3 separate regions of the Mus musculus genome follow, and all the other regions are linked to region 1. Evidence: chromatin contacts called from public ChIA-PET and Hi-C data. All regions are on one chromosome and are shown on one strand. Each heading gives the region's core, a stretch centred on a gene start, on an enhancer-like site or on the middle of the called end of the contact. The rest is flanking DNA. Distances are from core to core; before and after follow the strand shown. Region 1 has its middle 84 kb from the start of Ptpn11. Region 2 has its middle 16 kb from the start of Oas1f. Region 3 overlaps Ddx54 (DEAD box helicase 54).

The links. Hi-C and Micro-C count contacts between places; a contact is called where the count stands out from the background. ChIA-PET counts read pairs in DNA pulled down with a chosen protein or histone mark.
Region 2: an RNA polymerase II ChIA-PET map of memory CD8 T cells shows a contact between it and region 1, with 5 read pairs. The contact joins two enhancer-like sites. A contact is called at or near these places in 1 of 39 promoter capture datasets (embryonic stem cells), 9 of 484 Hi-C or Micro-C datasets (CD4 T cells, adipose-derived mesenchymal stem cells, embryonic stem cells and 1 more), 1 of 115 datasets of contacts at active chromatin or transcription factors (memory CD8 T cells) and 1 of 9 other capture datasets (adipose tissue).
Region 3: a Hi-C map of B cells shows a contact between it and region 1, with 2.3 times the contacts expected there. The contact joins two enhancer-like sites. A contact is called at or near these places in 3 of 484 Hi-C or Micro-C datasets (B cells, embryonic fibroblasts and reprogramming fibroblasts).

The regions. Positions count from the first base shown.
Region 1 is chr5:121,105,548-121,109,266 of GRCm38.p6, reverse strand. No RefSeq gene overlaps it. Among named protein-coding and RNA genes, the nearest start is that of Ptpn11, 84 kb to the left of the region's middle. Within about 2 kb of position 2,151, at least 68 of the 459 cell types and tissues checked have an H3K27ac peak or open chromatin away from gene starts, as enhancers often do. A contact at or near this core is called in B cells and memory CD8 T cells, where this site is marked.
Region 2 is chr5:120,829,353-120,833,096 of GRCm38.p6, reverse strand. No RefSeq gene overlaps it. Among named protein-coding and RNA genes, the nearest start is that of Oas1f, 16 kb to the left of the region's middle. Within about 2 kb of position 1,871, at least 37 of the 459 cell types and tissues checked have an H3K27ac peak or open chromatin away from gene starts, as enhancers often do. A contact at or near this core is called in memory CD8 T cells, where this site is marked.
Region 3 is chr5:120,619,481-120,623,113 of GRCm38.p6, reverse strand. It overlaps Ddx54 (DEAD box helicase 54), which reads right to left. Exons shown (of 20, transcript NM_028041.2): 6 at 3,468-3,509; 7 at 3,255-3,350; 8 at 2,735-2,856; 9 at 2,581-2,642; 10 at 2,356-2,487; 11 at 1,289-1,499. Among named protein-coding and RNA genes, the nearest start is that of Ddx54, 8.2 kb to the right of the region's middle. Within about 2 kb of position 1,708, at least 96 of the 459 cell types and tissues checked have an H3K27ac peak or open chromatin away from gene starts, as enhancers often do. A contact at or near this core is called in B cells, where this site is marked.

The DNA.
Region 1 (3,719 bases), core at 902-3,401:
ACCAGTCTGAGCAGCAGTGCTACAGGAGACATACCGTCAGGAGGCGTCTGGGCTTGTGTGACCGGATTGCCCTATTTCCTGAAGAAGCAGGAACGGAGGCTTCTAAAGTAACAGTGTGTTTATATTTTGGCAATGAAAATTTACATTTAAAAAATCCTGGGTGAGGACCTAGATATAGCTGTCTCTTGTGAGAATATGCCGGGGCCTAGCAGACACAGAAGTGGATGCTCACAGTCAGCGATTGGATGGATCACAGGGCCCCCAATGGAGGAGCTAGAGAAAATACCCCAGGAGCTAAAGGGATCTGCAACCCTATAGGTGGAACAACATTATGAACTAACCAGTACCCCGGAGCTCTTGACTCTAGCTGCATACATATCAAAAGATGGCCTAGCCGGCCATCACTGGAAAGAGAGGCCCATTGGACTCGCAAACTTTATATGCCCCAGTATAGGGGAACGCCAGGGCCAAAAAGTGGGAGTGGGTGGGTAGGGGAGGGGGGAGGGTATGGGGGACTTTTGGGATAGCATTGGAAATGTAAATGAGGAAAATACCTAATAAAAAATTAATAAAAAAATCCTGGGTGATTGATTGGTGATTGATTGGCAGGATCTCTCTGCATAACTTGGCCTGTCCTCTCTGGTCCTAGCCTCCTGAGTGCTGGGGTTACAGGTAGGCACCGCTTTCCAAGCTAAATATTATGCCAGTGGTGTCTGGCTCTCAGTGATTTGGTTTTACCATGGTGTATGAAGCAGAAGAACATCCCATAGGAATCAGATTGGGAGTTTTGATTTGGGGATTTGTTCCTGAGCTAGCAATATGACTCAGGATCCTGTTTGTGGCACTGGTTGGTGGCGATGAGCTTTAGGTCCCAGGGGACCATTACATCATAAGGAGAAGCAATGGAGACTCAAGGAATGCTGTGTGGCAGAGCAGTAGAGCAGTGACAGTGGCCGGGCCAGGTGACACACTTGGGATGAATTTGACTTGTGACAATGCCTTGAGCTTCTAGGAGGATCCATGAGTCTTCCTCAATGTCTGTCCACCTTATTTTCTGAGACAAGGTCTCCCTCACTGATTGGCTGGCCAGTGAACTCCAGGGCCCTCCTGTCTCTGCCTGTGCAGTGATCAACACCCCTATAGCTCGGATCTGGCCTCAGATACTTTGATAGTGTACTGGCTAGTTTTGTGTCAACTCGACACAGCTGGAGTTATCACAGAGAAAGGAGCTTCAGTTGAGGAAATGCCTCCATGAGATCTAACTGTAAGGTATTTTCTCAATTAGTGATCAAGGGGGAAAGGCCCCTTGTGGGTGGGACCATCTCTGGGCTGGTGGTCTTGGTTCTATAAGACAGTAGGCTGAGCAAGCCAGGGGAAGCAAGCCAGTAAAGAACATCCCTCCATGGCCTCTGCATCAGCTCCTGCTTCCTGACCTGTGTGAGCTCCAGTCCTGACTTCCTTGGTGATGAGCAGCAGTATGGAAGTGTAAGCTGAATAAACCCTTTCCTCCCCAACTTGCTTCTTGGTCATGATGTTTGTGCAGGAATAGAAACCCTGACTAAGACAGATAGCAAGAAGGATTTTCTTCAGGATGCTTCAGTTTGTAATAAAACCTTCCTGTAATTCTTACAGGATTGTTTTGAAGACGAGAAGGCCATTGTAACTGAAAGCAGGAAGAAGGAGGGAGAAAAGGAGGGAGGGATGGAAGGGAAGGTGGGAGAGAGGGAAGGAGGGAGGGAGGGAGAGAGAGAGAGAGAGAGAGAGAGAGAGAGAGAGAGAGAGAGAGACAGACATTTGGTATCCACCAGAGAAGACTATTCTCAGACGTGGGTTCAAGTCAATAGCAAGTTGTTTGTTTGTTTGTTTTGTTCTTTTGAGACAGGGTTTCTCTCTATAGCCTTGGCTGCCCTAAAACTCCCTCTGTAGACCATATGAGGCTTAATAGCAAGTCTTTATTAGCTGGCCAGTGACTACACTGGGTGTTAGGGACTTCAGTGCAGTCCTGAACCTTTCTCAGGGTGAGCTTTTATTTTTAAGCACAAACCAAAACCACATCCTGGGTTAACAACACACCTCAGTAAGAACAGTTAGGCAGAAGTAGAACTACAGAGCCAAAGAGCAAGGTTAGCACATGTAGGGACTTTCCCAGAACCATCGATGCCGATGGAATAGGTCTTTGTTCTCCTTTTGACAGATGATACTGCCTATGTGCTGGGTCCCATGGTCTGAATGGTACTTCCCTGATGGCATCAGCCATGCTAAGGTCTGGGGACCTGTTACAAGGGACTCTGTGTGTGCGTGTGTGTGTGTGTGTGTGTGTGTGTGTGTGTGTGTGTGTGTGTGTTCATTTTGTGATTGTAGCTCTGGGCTTTGGGGAGGAGGCCTTCAGGCATGGTCAGATTCAGGTGTTTATTATTATGGCTTGGTTCTTTGTGCAGAAGGCAGGAGTAGTCCAGGAAGCTCACTTATCTGGATAAGACCGTTGGAGATTAAAAGCATGATGAAGTTTAAAAAGAGCAAGCGCTTGAGAGGATGATCAGATGTCCCTCAGAATGCATGAGTCCTGAGAGTTATCATTCTTTTAGCTTTCATCTGAAACACTATACTTTCTTGAGGGCTGCGTCTCTGTCCTCAGAGTTGTCAGACCCTTGCTGGAGAGGTTCCTAAACTGGCTCAAACTTGCTGGACCCTGCCTGGATCTGCAATCTGAGGCCTTGCAATTTGGGATTTCTTTAGAATGGGCCCCAGAACTTACACACAAAAGGACAACGACCCAGGTGCCCCCATCTGTGTCTGACTGTCATAAAATAGACACTCCAGTGGGTTTCTCAAGCTTCCTTCTCCCAGGAGTTCACTGGACTTTTAGATCTCTGAACTGAACTGCTATCCTCTAAGTTGAATTAGAAGGTGTGGCACCTGAAGTGGCTGAGGGATTCTCGCCAGAGACCCCCATCCCAGGGGGTCCCAACTGCAGAAAGAATCCCAGGGAGACTATGTATCAACAAGAGACTTGGATATATACGTAAGGATTGGAGTTTGCAGAAGAGAAGCACTTAGAGCAACGAGATAGACATATTCAAGTGAGTGTGTGGGCTTCTGAAGAGTCATAGCTATAGGTGCATGCAGGGGTTAGGAGGCCATTGAAACTGCTGTGCTCAAAGACTTTCCAAGGGGCGTCATCTGCCCCTTTATCTTCCTCACTCTCTTCTATAAATGAGATAATACAGAGGCTCCAGAGTCCATGGGTAGGATTTGCACTGGGGTAAGGTAAAGCTATAGGTCACAGGGTAGCAGGGTGGACTGAGATCTGGCTTTTTACCCATCAGGAAACTTCAGGGTTACAACTAGGAGAATAGAAAGGTTACATATATTGAGGCTTTAAGCATGGTTCATCACTACCTTAAAGATTACATTTAGGGGCTGGAGAGATGGCTCAGTGGTTAAAAGCACTGACTGCTCTTCCAGAGGTTCTGAGTTCAATTCCCAGCAAACACATGGTGGTCCATAACCATCTGCAATGGGACCTGATGCCCTCTTCTGGTGTTTCTGAAGACAGCTACCATGTACTCATACACATAAAATAAATAAATAATTGGAAAATACATTTGTGTGTGTGCATGTGTGTGCACATGTATGAGTATGTGTGTGCACATGTATGTGTGTGTGTGCATGTGTGTACACATGTGTGTGTACATGTATTTGTGAATGTCCATGTGAAA
Region 2 (3,744 bases), core at 622-3,121, 280 kb after region 1:
GACTTCTTAGCAAATGTTCATGTAAACTAAATTGATTACTTAGTCCACCTCCATTTTGTTCATAATAAAGCTAAAATTAACAAATAATAGGGCTGGCGAGATGACTTAGCAGGTAAGAGCACTGACTGCTCTTCCAAAGGTCCTGAGTTCAAATCCCAGCAACCACATAGTGGCTCACAACCACCCATAATGAGATCTGATGCCCTCTTCTGGTGTGTCTGAAGACAGCTACAGTGTACATGCTTATAATAATAAATAAATCTTTGGGCCAGAGCGAGCAGAGCAGGGACTGGGCAATCAGGGCTGACTGAAGGGATCAGAGCTAAGCGGAGTGAGCCGGGTTGACTGAAGCAAGCAGAGGTCCTAAATTCAATTCCCAACAACCAGATGAAGGCTCACAACCATCTGTACAGCTACAGTGTGTACTCATATACATTAAATAAATAAATAAATCTTAATAAAAAAAACAAATAATAATGATGATAAATAGAGGTGGTTAATGGTCCTGAATCTTTCTTGGAGACAAATAACATGAGTGTTTAAATTTAAAAATAAAATTAAAACAGGTTTTTAAGGATGAGATATTCATAATCACACAAGTCATGGTCAAACTGTCATTTCACTGATCACTATTCCATTTCTGGTTCCATAGCACGGACCCCATGACCTAGAGATTAATTTCACTAATGCGATGATGGCCATTCCTAAGGGTACGTTTCTACTATTGGGCCCTTGCCCTCTGTCTTAGTTAGGGTTTTACTGCTGTGAACAGACACCATGACCAAGGCAACTCTTTATAAAAACAACATTTAATTGAGGCTGGCTTACAGATTCAGAGGTTCAGTCCATTATCATCATGGTGGGAGCATGGTGACATCCAGGCAGACATGACGCTGGAGGAGGAGCTGAGAGCTCTATAGCTTCATTTGAAGGCTGTCAAGAGAATAATGACTTCCAGGCAGCTAGGATGAGGATATTAAAGCCCATGCCCTCAGAGACACAACCACTCCAACAAGGCCACACCTACTCCAACAAGGCCACACCCACTCCAACAAGGCCACACCCACTCCAACAAGGCCACACCTCCCTAGCACAAACATACAAACCATCACACCCTCCCTTTAGGTAAAACTAACATTTGTCTGTGCCTTTAAATTCATTTTATATGAAAACGAGTGTGTTTGTAAATACAGGCATCTAAAGAATTTTTGAGGATTTTTTTAAAAACAACTACAGACAAAAGAAACAAACAAACAAAAAAAAATACATGGTTTCTAAAGCTCCAACACAGAGGCTTCTAAACACCTGCCATCTTCACGGCTCCAGCTAAGCCTGCCCGAAGTCACAGCGAGACAGGTTAATGTTATATCCCTTCATAAAAGGGGGAGACAGACTGGCCATGCCAGCTGAATTATATGAACAAATGGACAGACCAGGAAAAAAAAATAAAGCCTAAAAATGGAGATCTATTCCCATGACTAGAATGTCCTCATACATATTGAGTTGAAACTTTTAGCGTGACTGTTGGGGGCAGCCACGCACCCATCAGTCACCCCTTGCAATTCTCTGTATGTAAACCTGATAAGCCCATTGGTTCTCTAGAGTGAACTCTGCAATTGAACTTTGGTTTGTCACTGAGACCTTATGGAGAGGGATTAGGCATTGCTCAGTCCCCCTCTGTGGAGGAGAAAATTCTCTCAGCAGATAGTAAACTCATCTATAAATGCTCTTATTATGTCTCGTGGTATTCAAGTTTCTTAATGTGAAAAGGATGTAGTGATTAAAATTGGTTTCGTAAAGGAGGATGTGGTGGTTTGACTAGGCTTGGTCTTAAGCAGAGGCACTGTTAAGAGGTGTAGCCTCGAGCAGGAAGTGTGTCACTGTGGGCGTGGCCTTGGAGGTCTTCTCCTATGCTCAGGCTCCACACAGTGCAGAAAGTTAATCTCCTTGATGCTTTCAGGCAAGATGCAAACTCTCAGCTCCTTCTCCAGCATCATGCCTGGATGCTGCCAGGCTTCCTACCATCATGATAATGGACTGAACCTCTGCAAGTCTAAATCAGACCCAAGAGTCACCACAGCTATGCCAATGGGAAGTTCCCTACTTAAAGGGTTTGGCCTTTATAAACTCCCTGCTCACTCAGGTCAGGGTTGTCTCTTTAGACTTGTAGTCACAACAGTGCATACCCCTGTCTGGCTCGGTGTGGCTCAATAAAAACTGCAGATTCATCAAGAGCCGGTCCTGATCTTCTCTTGGGAGAGAACAGACAACTGCAACTTATGGGGGCTCCCACGGGATCTATTCTGTCCATGAGAAAGAGGCTCTAATTCAACTCTGCAAGCCTTTCTGGGGTGTTTTCCATAGGTCTTGGACCCCATAGACTCATGTGTTTGATTGCTTGGCCCACAGGGAGTGGCACTATTAGGAGGTGTGTCCTTGTCAGAATGGGTGTGGCCTTGTTGGAGGAAGTTGTCACTGTGCAGGTGAGGCTCTGAGGGCTCCTAGTGCAGAAGAGACAGTTTCCTCCTAGCTATCTTCAGATGAAGATACAGAACTCTCACCTTCTTCTCCAGCACCAGGTCTGCCTGGACACTGCAATGCGTCTCACCGTGATGATAATGGACTGAACCTCTGAAACCGTAAGCCAGCACCACATAAATGTTTACTTTTATAAGAGTTAACTTTGGTCATGGTGTCTCTTCACAGCAATGGAGACCCTAAGTAAGACACCTTCTATACTGTCTGGTCTTCTGAGTGCACTCTTTTGGGTAACTATGGAGTGACTGAGCACAGTCTCAAGCCCAGGGTATCAGGGGACACCCTGTTGACATTTGGGTAAGGTGACTCCTGACCCCGGGACACCCATGGTTGTCAGTCTGCTGTGTTGGGTGAGTGAGAGCCTGGTGGCTGCTGTTGATTCTCTGTTTATTACTTGTTGGGAGCCGCGCCCACATTCGCCGTTACAAGATGGCGCTGACAGCTGTGTTCTAAGTGGTAAACAAATAATCTGCGCATATGCCGAGGGTGGTTCTCCACTCCATGTGCTCTGCCTTCCCCGTGACGTCAACTCGGCCGATGGGCTGCAGCCAATCAGGGAGTGACACGTCCTAGGCGAAATATAACTCTCCTAAAAAAGGGACGGGGTTTCGTTTTCTCTCTCTCTTGCTTCTTACACTCTTGCTCCTGAAGATGTAAGCAATAAAGTTTTGCCGCAGAAGATTCTGGTCTGTGGTGTTCTTCCTGGCCGGTCGTGAGAACGCGTCTAATAACAATTGGTGCCGAATTCCGGGACGAGAAAAAACTCGGGACTGGCGCAAGGAAGATCCCTCATTCCAGAACCAGAACTGCGGGTCGCGGTAATAAAGGTTCCCGTAAAGCAGACTGTTAAGAAGGATTCAACTGTATGAATTCAGAACTTTTCAGCTGGGGAACGAGAGTACCAGTGAGTACAGCTTTACGAGGTAAGTCTGATCTTGAACTTTCTAAGGAAATTCAAGACAGTCTATCAGAAGTAAAGTGGAATATGTTTGGCCTTGAATTTTTTCTGGTGTTAGGAGCCCTTTTGTTCCTTTTCACATGTTATCAAGTGATTAAGATAGGGCTGAAAATTCTAGAGGAAATTCAGGACAAGCTATCAGAAGTAAAGCGGGGAGAGAGAGTAGGAACAAAGAGGAAATATGGTACACAAAATAAGTATACAGGCCTTTCCAAGGGTCTTGAACCCGAGGAAAAGTTAAGGTTAGG
Region 3 (3,633 bases), core at 459-2,958, 490 kb after region 1:
GCCTTTCCTGAACTGCTGCCCCCACCTACAGGGTAGGTGGTCAGGGGTGGGTACTGGTTGGTAGAGTGATCAAAAGCAGGACAAGTACCTCTTGTGACCCGGACTCAAAAGTCCTGGGCACTGCCAATTTGGGAATATTTTTCCCCCCAAGGGTTAATTAAGACTGCAAATTCTCAGCAAAAAAGGTTTGGGCCAGAACTCCTGAAAGGTGTTGGGTCAGAGGGCTGACGGGTCAACAAGCCGATGACCACCAGGGAGTCACAGAGCCAGGACGGGGGAAGCTCCACCTGGCCCACCACTTGCTTGAACAATAAAGTTTTACTGGCACACAGCCAGGCCTGCTCATTTACATATTCCCAGTGGAACTTTCCACTTAACACTGTAGACTGAATTAGCAACAACAAAGATGGTATAGTGCATCATGTAAAAATAGTCACCACTGGGGCCCTTTACTGAAGATGTGCCACCCATGAAGAAGGACGTCACAGTAAATGAAAACACATGTACATGCTAGAGCCTTGAACAGCAGCAGCTGGTAGGGAACAACCCAACAGGCCTCCAGCAGGGTCTGGAGTGAATGGCAGGTATCACACTTCAGCTAGGCTTACTCTATATAGCCTTGGCTGGCCTCAAACTCCTGATCCTCCTGCTTCAGCATCCTAAGTGCTCTGACCACAAACAAGCCCTGCCACGCCCAGCTTTTTCCCATGCCTCCCCTCATTTGCAGGTTTCAGAGGGAGTGGCCTGTCATGTGGCACCTGAGGAATTCCCCCGAGTAGCTCTGGAAACTCCCCAGATGGGAGAGCCAGCTGTTCAGAGAGCAATAGAGACTTGGAGACAGCAGGCAGCCACCAGCCAGGTCAGGAACTGGGTCTCATGGTCAGGGGCTCCTGCGGGCCTTACAGTGAAGTATCAGGACACCAACGCCCAGTGGCTGCCCCTCCTCTGCCCGGCAGATGTGCGTATGAATTCAACCACTCAGTCACACAGAGAACAACTCTAAGAAGCCCCATGCCCGGCCTCTCTCCCATGCACACTTTAATCTGCCTGCATTCATGAACACAGCACACGACTTGGTCTGTGGCAGTTTTCCCAGCCTGAGCGACACCATGGGCTCTGTTCCCAACACCGAAAGAAAGGAAGCTCTGGGAGCTGAGGCTGCCTGTCAGAACCCACCCAAGGGACATTACTTAAGGCCTCAGTTTCCCCAAATTCCCAGCTGCCAGCACGGTACAGCACCCCTCCCCCCGCCCGCCCCCAAGGCCCCCAGTGCAGCTAGGCGCCTCACCCACTCGGTGCAGGAAGAGCTTGCCCTTGGCAGGGAAGCTGTAGTTGATGACGTTGTCCAGCAGTGGGATGTCCAGGCCCCGGGCGGCCAGGTCAGTCACGATGAGGGTGGAACATTTGTTGTGTGTGAACTTGGCCAAGTTGATCTTGCGGGCCGTCTGGTCCAAGGCACTATAGATGTGGGCGCAACTCACACCCTGGCCCATCAGCAACTGTGCAGAGGAAAGGCGGTGAGGGTGGGGGAAGCTTGCAGGAAGGAGCAAGGGCTGGAGGCTGGGCCCAGGCTCGGGCACTCTGGGTCTGAACACTGCTCCCTGCGTCAGCATCAAAGCAGCTCCTACCTAACTTCCTAGCTCTGCAAGGCTGCTGGATCCTGTGTGACCATGGGCCAATTACTCAGTCTCTCTGTGCCTCACAGGACTACGTGGTTAATGTACCATTGAGGAACGAGCCTGAGACACAGGAAGCCTGTGAACACCAACCGCTCTCTCCAAGTTACTATTTTAGTCTCCGACGCTCGGGGGAGGAAGGCGCCGTTAACATGCCGGGTAAATGAGACTCAGGCACCCGTGCCCTCAACAGTGCCCAGGTGTGCCTACTGGGGCGAGACAGTGGCTAGGCAGCCCCTCCCCCAGCCTTCCAGGCTGCTGGCACTCTCCAGATGCAAGCATCTAACTGCGGGTCACACAGGTGTGAATGTACAGAGAAGGCCAAGGGCACGCCACCCTGCTAACACGCTAGCTTTATACTTAGGTGTCAGGCATGGCACAAACTGGAAATTCACCCCCCCAAAAATCCAGGTCCACTAGGAGTTACTGCAGATGACTGGAACAGAAAGCAAGACAGGCCAAAACCAACTTGGGTGTGCTGACAGGGTCTGCACCCTCACAACGGCATTGACAGTTCACCAGTGTCTTCTGATGTCAGCGTGTGGGAAAAGCCCCACCCAGGCTCATGGGCGCGCTATTGCTGCCCTCTGGTGGCCTCCCTTGGAAGTGCAACTCTGGGTGCTGGATGAAGCTGGTTTGAGAGCCCATGGTTTCTCCATCCCCCAGAGCCCCAGCTCACCTCTGTGAGGTACTCCGCATGGTGCTTTGTGGCTACAAACACCACAGTCTGGTCCTGGGGCCGAACGACATTCTGCAGCAGGTAGAGGAGCACAGCAGCCTTGGTGTCTTCGCGCACAAGGAGGAAGGAGGTCTGCGGGCAGAGGGAGGGATGTGGACTCCTGGTCATGGACTGGCCGACTCTGCCCCGGCACTAGCCTGAGGAAGGAGCCCAACACCACCTCACCTTGAGCTGCTCATTGAGCTTGGAGTCTACGTCCAGGCGGATGAGCACGGGCTCTGTGAGGCCTGTTGGGGTGCGGGGGGGATTGCAGGGGTCATGAAGGGGCAGACCCCACCCCCACCCCGAGTCCAGCACCACGCCCCACTCACTGGCTCACCTGCCCGTGCAAATTCCACCAGCAGCTTGGGCAGTGTAGCTGAGAACAGCACCGTCTGGTGGCCCCCAGGAAGGCGGCCTATGATCTCCTGTAGCTGCTCAGCAAAGCCCATTTCAAAGAGCCTGCAGGGAATGGCGGGCAGGGAGGCTCAATGGTAGGCTCCTACCCTAAAGAGCTTGGAACCCTGGCTCCCCTCACTTCAGAACCCCGGCCACGTGGCACTGTGAATCTTCCTGTGTCTGTTTCTCCGCTGTAGGGGAATGAACGCAGCCTCACGCATCCTCAGTGAGCCCTCTCTACTGCCCACAGTCAGCATGGGATGTAACGTTCTTTTCAGCACTAAGTCATAAACTTACAATGATGATGAGCAGATGCCCAGGGATGGGACTACTCAAACATACATTCACATCTCCTGGGCAGACCTAGTCTCCTGTGACCTCCCTCTTCTTTGCTTCCTGAGCGCTGGGGACAACCTTGACTGTTGCTCGGGGTTGGGGGTGGGGTATACCCGTGGCCTCACCTGTCTGCTTCATCGAACACCACATACTCCACACTCTGCAGCTTCAAGTTCATCTCCACAGCCACATGCACCAGACGCCCAGGGGTGGCAATGATTCTGGAAGCAATACACAGGCCAGGTCACTCCCGGCCCAGGACCACCACAGCCCACGACACCTTCCACGCCACTCTCTGGGAAGGGGCCCCAGAGCATCACCCCCATCAACAAACTCACATGTCAGGGTTCTCGTGCAGGGCTGCAAACTGGTCTTCCATTCTAGGGGAAAAGCAAGGGCTGCCTGAGAAACAGTGCTTTTGAATCTGTCCCTCCCCTGCCCTCCCCCACAGCCAAGCAACCCCACAGTTCGCCATGGAGCACACACTATAGGTATGGAAGTGAG